2 separate regions of the Ovis aries genome follow, and region 2 is linked to region 1. A link is a contact called in public Hi-C data. All regions are on one chromosome and are shown on one strand. The core of a region is the stretch at or near the end of the contact, and the rest is flanking DNA. Distances in the headings are between cores, read along the strand shown.

Region 1 (3,310 bases), core at 549-3,048:
AAAGCTGTTGTAAACTATCTATTTGTACCTCTTGAGTCTGTCAAATCATGCAAAACATAAAAGTTTTAAAAACTAATACCAACAACATCCTTCTCTCAACCCCACCATGTGTACCTTTTTACAAGCAATAGCCCTAAGATCCAAATAAAATTAACACCAAAAAATAAACAAAAACCAAAGGACATTGTCTTAGAAGTAGGAGTTCATTAAGTTTTACAATACTTTGCTTTTCACTGGGGTAAAAAAAAAAAAAAAAAGTGTGGGGGGGCGGAGGCAAATCAAATTAACAGTGATAAAGATGAGAACAGTTCGTTCCAAGGGAGAGGATGCAGGAATTTACAACCCAGGCTTGCCCTAAAGATCAGCGGGCATCAATGCTCAGGAGACGCTTTCAAGACATGTCACTGTTCTAACGGAAGTTTTGAAGGCCTTATTTTTAAGGCCTAAGGACAGCCTTATAAATGCAGTGTAAAACACAACCTAGCAAAACCTCACTCTTCAAAACAATTCAAGAGTTTTCTAAGATGCTCCTAACCGAAGGAGCCCGGGCTCTGGACACCCTCAGGGTTGCCGGCTCTCCAGGGAGGAAGGCCAGCCCATGTGCATCGGAGTGCCACCAAGTCAGTTTATGTGACAGATCCACTGGGAGCATCCGACGGTGAACGGGGCCCTCCCGGGCCAACGCTGCTGGAAGAGGAACAGAAATGCAATCTTCAGGGCCCTCCTACTTCCGTTCTCAAAACAGAAATGCACTGTTTCTCCTACTCCTCACCCCTCAGCCCTGTACTCTCGACAGCGGTGCCCCCTTCAAAGAGCTTAAGTGGAAAGAAAAGCCTAAGAGTCTAGGACCACAGTGGATAGAATAAGGCTGGTCAAACACTCCCACCCCCGACTCCCGTACAAATCAACCGCCAGCGCTAGAAGCACCCCTGGCCGGGAACAAGCCAGCATCAGAAATCGATGTCCCAGTTCGTCCCCCAGTCCTTCTTCCTAGGGGTAGGGGGAGCGGAAAAGCGCGAAGAGGAACTAAGTGAACTGCAGGAGGGTGCCCTGCAAGCGCCCTCCAAGAGGGGCTGGTGTGGGGGTGGAAACGAAGAAGGAGCGGAAGGGAGGGGAAAGGACGAGCGGCCAGAGGAAGGGGAGAGCGCGCGCCCGCAAAGGGCACGAGTCTTCGGGGACGCGGCTGCACCCCAGTTCCTCGAAACGGGTGCGCCCAGCCTCTTGGGCGCTCCGCCCTGGGCAGAGGCCAAGGAAGGGGCAAAAGGAGGCGACGTCCCCCTCCTGGCCCAGCCTCGCCCCTCACGAAGGGCTAGTCGGGGCTGTCGAACCCTCTCCGGGTCGGGAGCCACAGCAACGGCCGCACGCCCCGTCGGAGGGCGCGGACTGCGGGGGCCCCCCGCGCGTTCTACCGCCGGCTTTCACGCCCCCACCGCCGGAGGAGCTAGCTCCGGGTGACGCCGGCCCAGAGCCGGGCGGCTGCGCCAGTTACCTGAAACGGGGCGAGTCTTTCAGACACTCCTCGAAATCCACCGTCATCTTCATCCTGCCTCTGCCTCGCCTCGCAGGGGGCACTGGAAGAGTCGAGGGAGCCGCGGGAGCGGCTGAGCTGGGGACGCAGACGGCTACGGCGGGCGCACGGCCGCGACTAGCGCTGCGCGGAGCTGCGGAGGGCGCGTCGTCCACTGGTCATAGCAGCCCCGAAGACCGTGGCGGCAGCGACTGCTAGTCAGGCCCCAGTCCGGCCCCTCTTCCTCCCGCCCCCAGCAGATCGCCTGCCTCGGGGAAACGGCCCAGGACTGACAGCCTCAGCCAGCCAGCCACAAACCCAGCGGCCAATGGGAGGGGCTTTCGACCGCACCGCCTGCGGGCGCTCGGGCAACGCGCTTGAGCGACGGCAGAGCGAGCCAATAAGCAGCGCGACCGTGGGAGCCGCCTTGCCACAAGCATTCCCGAAGGCCAACCAGGATGCACGAGCGTCGTTAGGCGGGACGCATTGGTTGCTGGGAGGCCTGCAGCTGAGGCTCCTTGGGAAGGAAGTCACGTGGCTGCGCGCCGCGCTTCCCCTAGAGCCCCTCCTCCTCCTCTCCTGCTTCTCCAGCCCCGCCCTGTTGAGCTGCCAACGCGGAGGAGCCGCCGCCTGCAGGTCTAAGGAAGAAGAGTTGCTTTTCACGGCAGTTCTGGCAGAAATCTGAAAAGGTTAAGAGTCGAGATTATAAAAGGAAGAGATAGGCTTAGCCACCTCTTCCTTTCAGTTTACAGAAACTGAGGCCAGGAAAGGAGCGCGGATAACTTTAATGATAAAGTCCATCTTTCACTTACTGGCTTCATCACTTAACGATTTGAAAGTATCTGCCATGTTTATATTTTCATATAACCAGAGACTGCTTTCTGAAGGAGCTGGCATTCGGGGTGGGCATGGAAAGATCAGAAGGATTTAGACAGGTATGTAAGGCAGGGCTTTCTGTGTAGAGGAACCGATTTGAAAACCACAGAACACATTCCTCCTTACTGACGCCTTTCTCTCAGTAGCCTTTGCCAGTTTTAAGATGAGAGAGTTCTGAGAATACAGGCTCATTTACTCCAACTTGCAACACCTACCCCCTGATACACGACTTTTCTAGGAGCCGCTGTAAGATATTCATCATCTGATCCTTAAAATAACCCCCAGTCCCATACTTCTGATTCTTAGATTCCATGGATTCATCAGTTCAGTTCAGTCGCTCAGTTGTCTTCAACTCTTTGCCACACCATGGACCGTAGCACGCCAGGCCTTCCTGCCCATCACGAACTCTGGAAGCTTGTTCAAACTCATGTCCATCCACTCAGTGATGCTATCCAACCATCTCATCCTCCGTCGTCCCCTTCTCCTCCTGCCTTCAATCTTGCTCAGTATCAGGGTCTTTTCCAATGAGTCAGTTCTTTGCATCAGGTGGCCAAAATATTGAAACTTCAGCTTCTGTCCTTCCAAAGAATATTCAGGACTGATTTCCTTTAGGATTGACTAGTTTGATGTCCTTGCAGTCCAAGGGACTCTCAAGTGTCTTCTCCAACACCACAGTCCAAAAGCATCAGTTCTTCCGCGTTCAGCTTTCTTTGTGGTCCAACTCTCACATCCATACATGACTACTGGAAAAAACCATAGCTTTGACTAGACGGAACTTTGGCAGCAAAGTAATGTGCCATGGATTCATGGCATGTAAGTAAAAAGTACCATGGCTACACTGTATTTAAGTATATACTTTTAAACCCAACCTAAAAATCCTATCTGTGAAAATGCACAGGGAAGGTGTTTAGAACAGCATGGTGGTTC
Region 2 (3,337 bases), core at 454-2,953, 170 kb before region 1:
GGCAACTATTAGGTCAAAAGGAGACATGTAATTTAACTGAGGCCATTAACACTAAGCTTGGACTGCAAGGAGATCCAACCAGTCAATCCTAAAGGAAATCAATCCTGAATATTCATTGGAAGGACTGATATTGAAGCTGAAATACTCGAATACTTTGGCCACCTGATGCAAAGAACCAACTCATTGGAAAAGACCCTAATGCTGGGAAAGATTGAAGGCGGGAGGAGAAGGGGATGACAGGGGATGAGATGGTTGGATGGCATCACCGACCAGATGGACATGAGTTTGAGTAGGCTCCAGGAGTTGGTGATGGACAGGGGGGCCTGGTGTGCTGCAGTCCATGGGGTCGCAAAGAGTCGGACACGACTGAGTGACTGAGCTGACTGACTGAAGAATACAATCTCTCCCAAGCAGAGCCAGGTGGTCCAGCCTGGAACAAGACGACTAGCTCTGCTCTGCCCTCTCCAGATCTTATATCCTTACCTCTTGGAGCACTTTCTTGCTGGGAGGAACCCGCTGCTTCTCTAAATGGGTTCATGACCCTGAAGAGAAGGGAAGGAGGAGGCACACTGAGGAGATGAAATGGTTCACATGGGCTGGGTTTGGGCTGGACCAGTTTCAACTGAAATCCTTAGAGCTATGAGAAATGTCACTGTAATCTGAACAACTCAAGCGGCCTAAGACCTTGTCCAGCAGACAGTGCACTTTCAAGTGACCTGCTCCATCCTCAAAAGTCAAACACTGAAAAGAATAAAAAGAGGGGCAGACTTAAAGGCACTGACTGCTGAAATCAACCACGCCAGGAAAGAGCGGGCACGCTGATTCTCCAGGGGGCCGCAGTTAAAGGGAAGCTAGGATCAACGAAGTCAGCTAATAGAGGCTCCGAGACACGCCCCCTGGACCATGCCTGCAGCGTGCTGTGAACGCACAATTCAGGTAGGGTACGGATTAAGGGCTTAGGCTTCTGCTGGCACTGGCAATGGGCATCGCAACTAAGACACCTCCCTCCTGACCCCTGGATCCAGGCCAGGCCCCACAATGACCGAGTCACCTACCCGGAGCCTCTAGCTGGGGCCCCGCTCACCTTGCATTTGAAGCCGGCGGCGGGCGGCAGCAGCTCCCGCAGCAAAACCTTGGCCACCTCGCGGCTGGCCTCCTCGCTTACGAAGTGCAGGTTAAGCACCTCGTGCGCCTCGAACTTCGCGAGGCGCAGCAGGGAGCGGAGGGCGACGCGGGCCTTGGCCTGCAGCGCGGCATTGTGTTCGGCCTTGGTGAACATCATCAGCAGGTGGTAGTCCACCGGCCCGGCCCCGCCGCCCTCCAGGCTCTTGGCCTTAGCGCCCGGGGCCGGCGCCAAGGATGCCCGCGCCAGCTCCAGCGCCGGCGGCGAGGGCGCAGCAGGGGCCCCGGCGCGGGCCTCCTTCAGCCTCTTGGTGGCGCTGGAGAAGGTCTCCCGGCCCGAGCCCAGGTAGTAGAAAGCACAGACCGCCAGCGCCGCGGCCAGCAGCAGCGCGCAGTAGTGGGAGCGCACAGCGCCCAGACGCGCCATGGCCCGAGCGCACGGGGGCCCGCCTCGGAGGAGACCCATGCGCCGCCGGCCCGCGAACAGATCAGCCGGCGAGTTGCGGCAGAGACCAGTATCCCGGCAGCAAGTTAGCAGCCCCGGTAGCTGGCGGCAGCCATGGCGGGGGCGGAGCCGAGCTGCCAATCTGCGGGCGCTGATACGCGGAGAGGCGGTGCCAGGCTGCCTGGCAGCCACTGGGTCCTAAGCTCAGAAGGATTACAGCGGGGTCGGGCGGTGAGCCCGCGGGAGTCCCTCCAGCGTGTTCGACAGAGGCGGTGAGGACTTGGCCACACAAGCCAGCAGGCTGTGCGGTCTGTGGAAAATGGCCCTCGTTAAGCGCACAGCCCCAGGCGCTAGAAACCGAAGCTAAGCCTTCGGAAGCAAAAAGACTAAACTGGACGCACAAAAAATGTTCTCTATATCTTTTCCCTCCTAATTTCTTGAAGGCTTTATGTCCTCTCCCTGACTCCTTTCACACCTTGGCGACTAGGGCTAAAGAATTTAAACTAGCAACTCCTTTCCCATTCTCGGTGAAGTAGGATTGGCACCCGAGGTATGAATCACTTGCTCACCTCACTTGGCATCTGAGGCCGACCAGAGGCAACCTATGGGTTGTAGCCACCAGGGGGGCCACCTGCCACAAACTTTGGGTGGTTCAGAGCTCCCCAGGAAGCTTGTGGTTTTTTTTTTTTAACAGACTTCAACACTTTAAAAGAGACTTACTGTATACCCAGTGGTTTTACAAAATTAACTGAGGTGTAACTGAGGTCACTTGCTCAGGTCACACGGTCTCAGCTTTGACAGTGAAGCAGACACTCTTCCACAGCAGAAGAGGGTGCCTATATTCTGCCAACACTAAAATCTAAGAAAACTTTCAGTTCTCTCTCCTATCCACAGAACAATGGTTATCAAAATTTTATTGGTACTAGCAGCACTAGGGAGCTTGATAAAACACAAAGGCTCAGGCCCTATTACCTTCAACGAGTCTGGGCCTTGATGGTGATTCTTCTGCAAGCCAAAGTTTGAAAAGCAGTGCCCTGGATTTTCACACAGTCAACCTCTCCTGCTTCAGACCTTGGCTTGGGTGTCCCTGCCTCAAAGAGTGGTCTCTAAACACCAGCCCTTGCAGTGTCCAGATGAGGCACCATCCTCAAGGATACCATAAGGGCCACCTAAGAACTACCCATTCCCATCTTTCTCTGCTGCAAGAAGGCAAAACTTCAAGAGAGCAGGCAGTGTGTCTTTCTTTAACCATAATATCTCCAGTAACTGATGGTGCTTGACTCACTGAATGAGCATCAGAAATATACCCACCCATTGTAAACCATCATTTTCATAACAGAATAAGGGAAAATGTACTCAAATATTTAGCCACAAGGGTAATGCAGAGCTAGGTTTATGATGACAAGATATTAAAATCAAATGTTCATCAGTAAAGTGAAACTAAAGATGCTGTTGGGAATTCTCTGGTGATCCAGTGGTTAAGAGTCTGCCTGCCAGTGCAGGGGACATGGTTTCAATCCCTGGTCCAGAAAGAAACCATACACCACATGACAGGTAAGCCTGTGCACCACTACTGAGCCAGCACTCTAGACCCCACAAGCCACAGCTACTGAATCCAAGTGCCTGCAGCTTGGGCTCTGCAACAAGAGAAGCCACCACAATGAGAAGCCCACTCGCCCACAACCACAGAAACCCTACACACAGCAATGAAAACCCAGTGCAGCCAAAAATAGGTAATTTTTTTTTTTTAATTTTTAGAAAACAAAGGTG

Evidence for each region. A called contact is a pair of places that touch in the nucleus more often than the background predicts.
Region 2: a Hi-C map of hypothalamus shows a contact between it and region 1, with 5 times the contacts expected there. The contact joins the promoter of XXYLT1 here to the promoter of ACAP2 in region 1. A contact is called at or near these places in 6 of 16 Hi-C or Micro-C datasets (blood, hypothalamus, liver and 2 more).

The regions. Positions count from the first base shown.
Region 1 is chr1:192,971,791-192,975,100 of ARS-UI_Ramb_v3.0, reverse strand. It overlaps ACAP2 (ArfGAP with coiled-coil, ankyrin repeat and PH domains 2), which reads right to left and starts at 1,798. Exons shown (of 22, transcript XM_060419307.1): 1 at 1,490-1,798. The coding sequence starts at 1,542.
Region 2 is chr1:193,140,188-193,143,524 of ARS-UI_Ramb_v3.0, reverse strand. XXYLT1 (xyloside xylosyltransferase 1) reads right to left here and starts at 1,703. Exons shown (of 4, transcript XM_027957138.3): 1 at 1,085-1,703. The coding sequence starts at 1,588.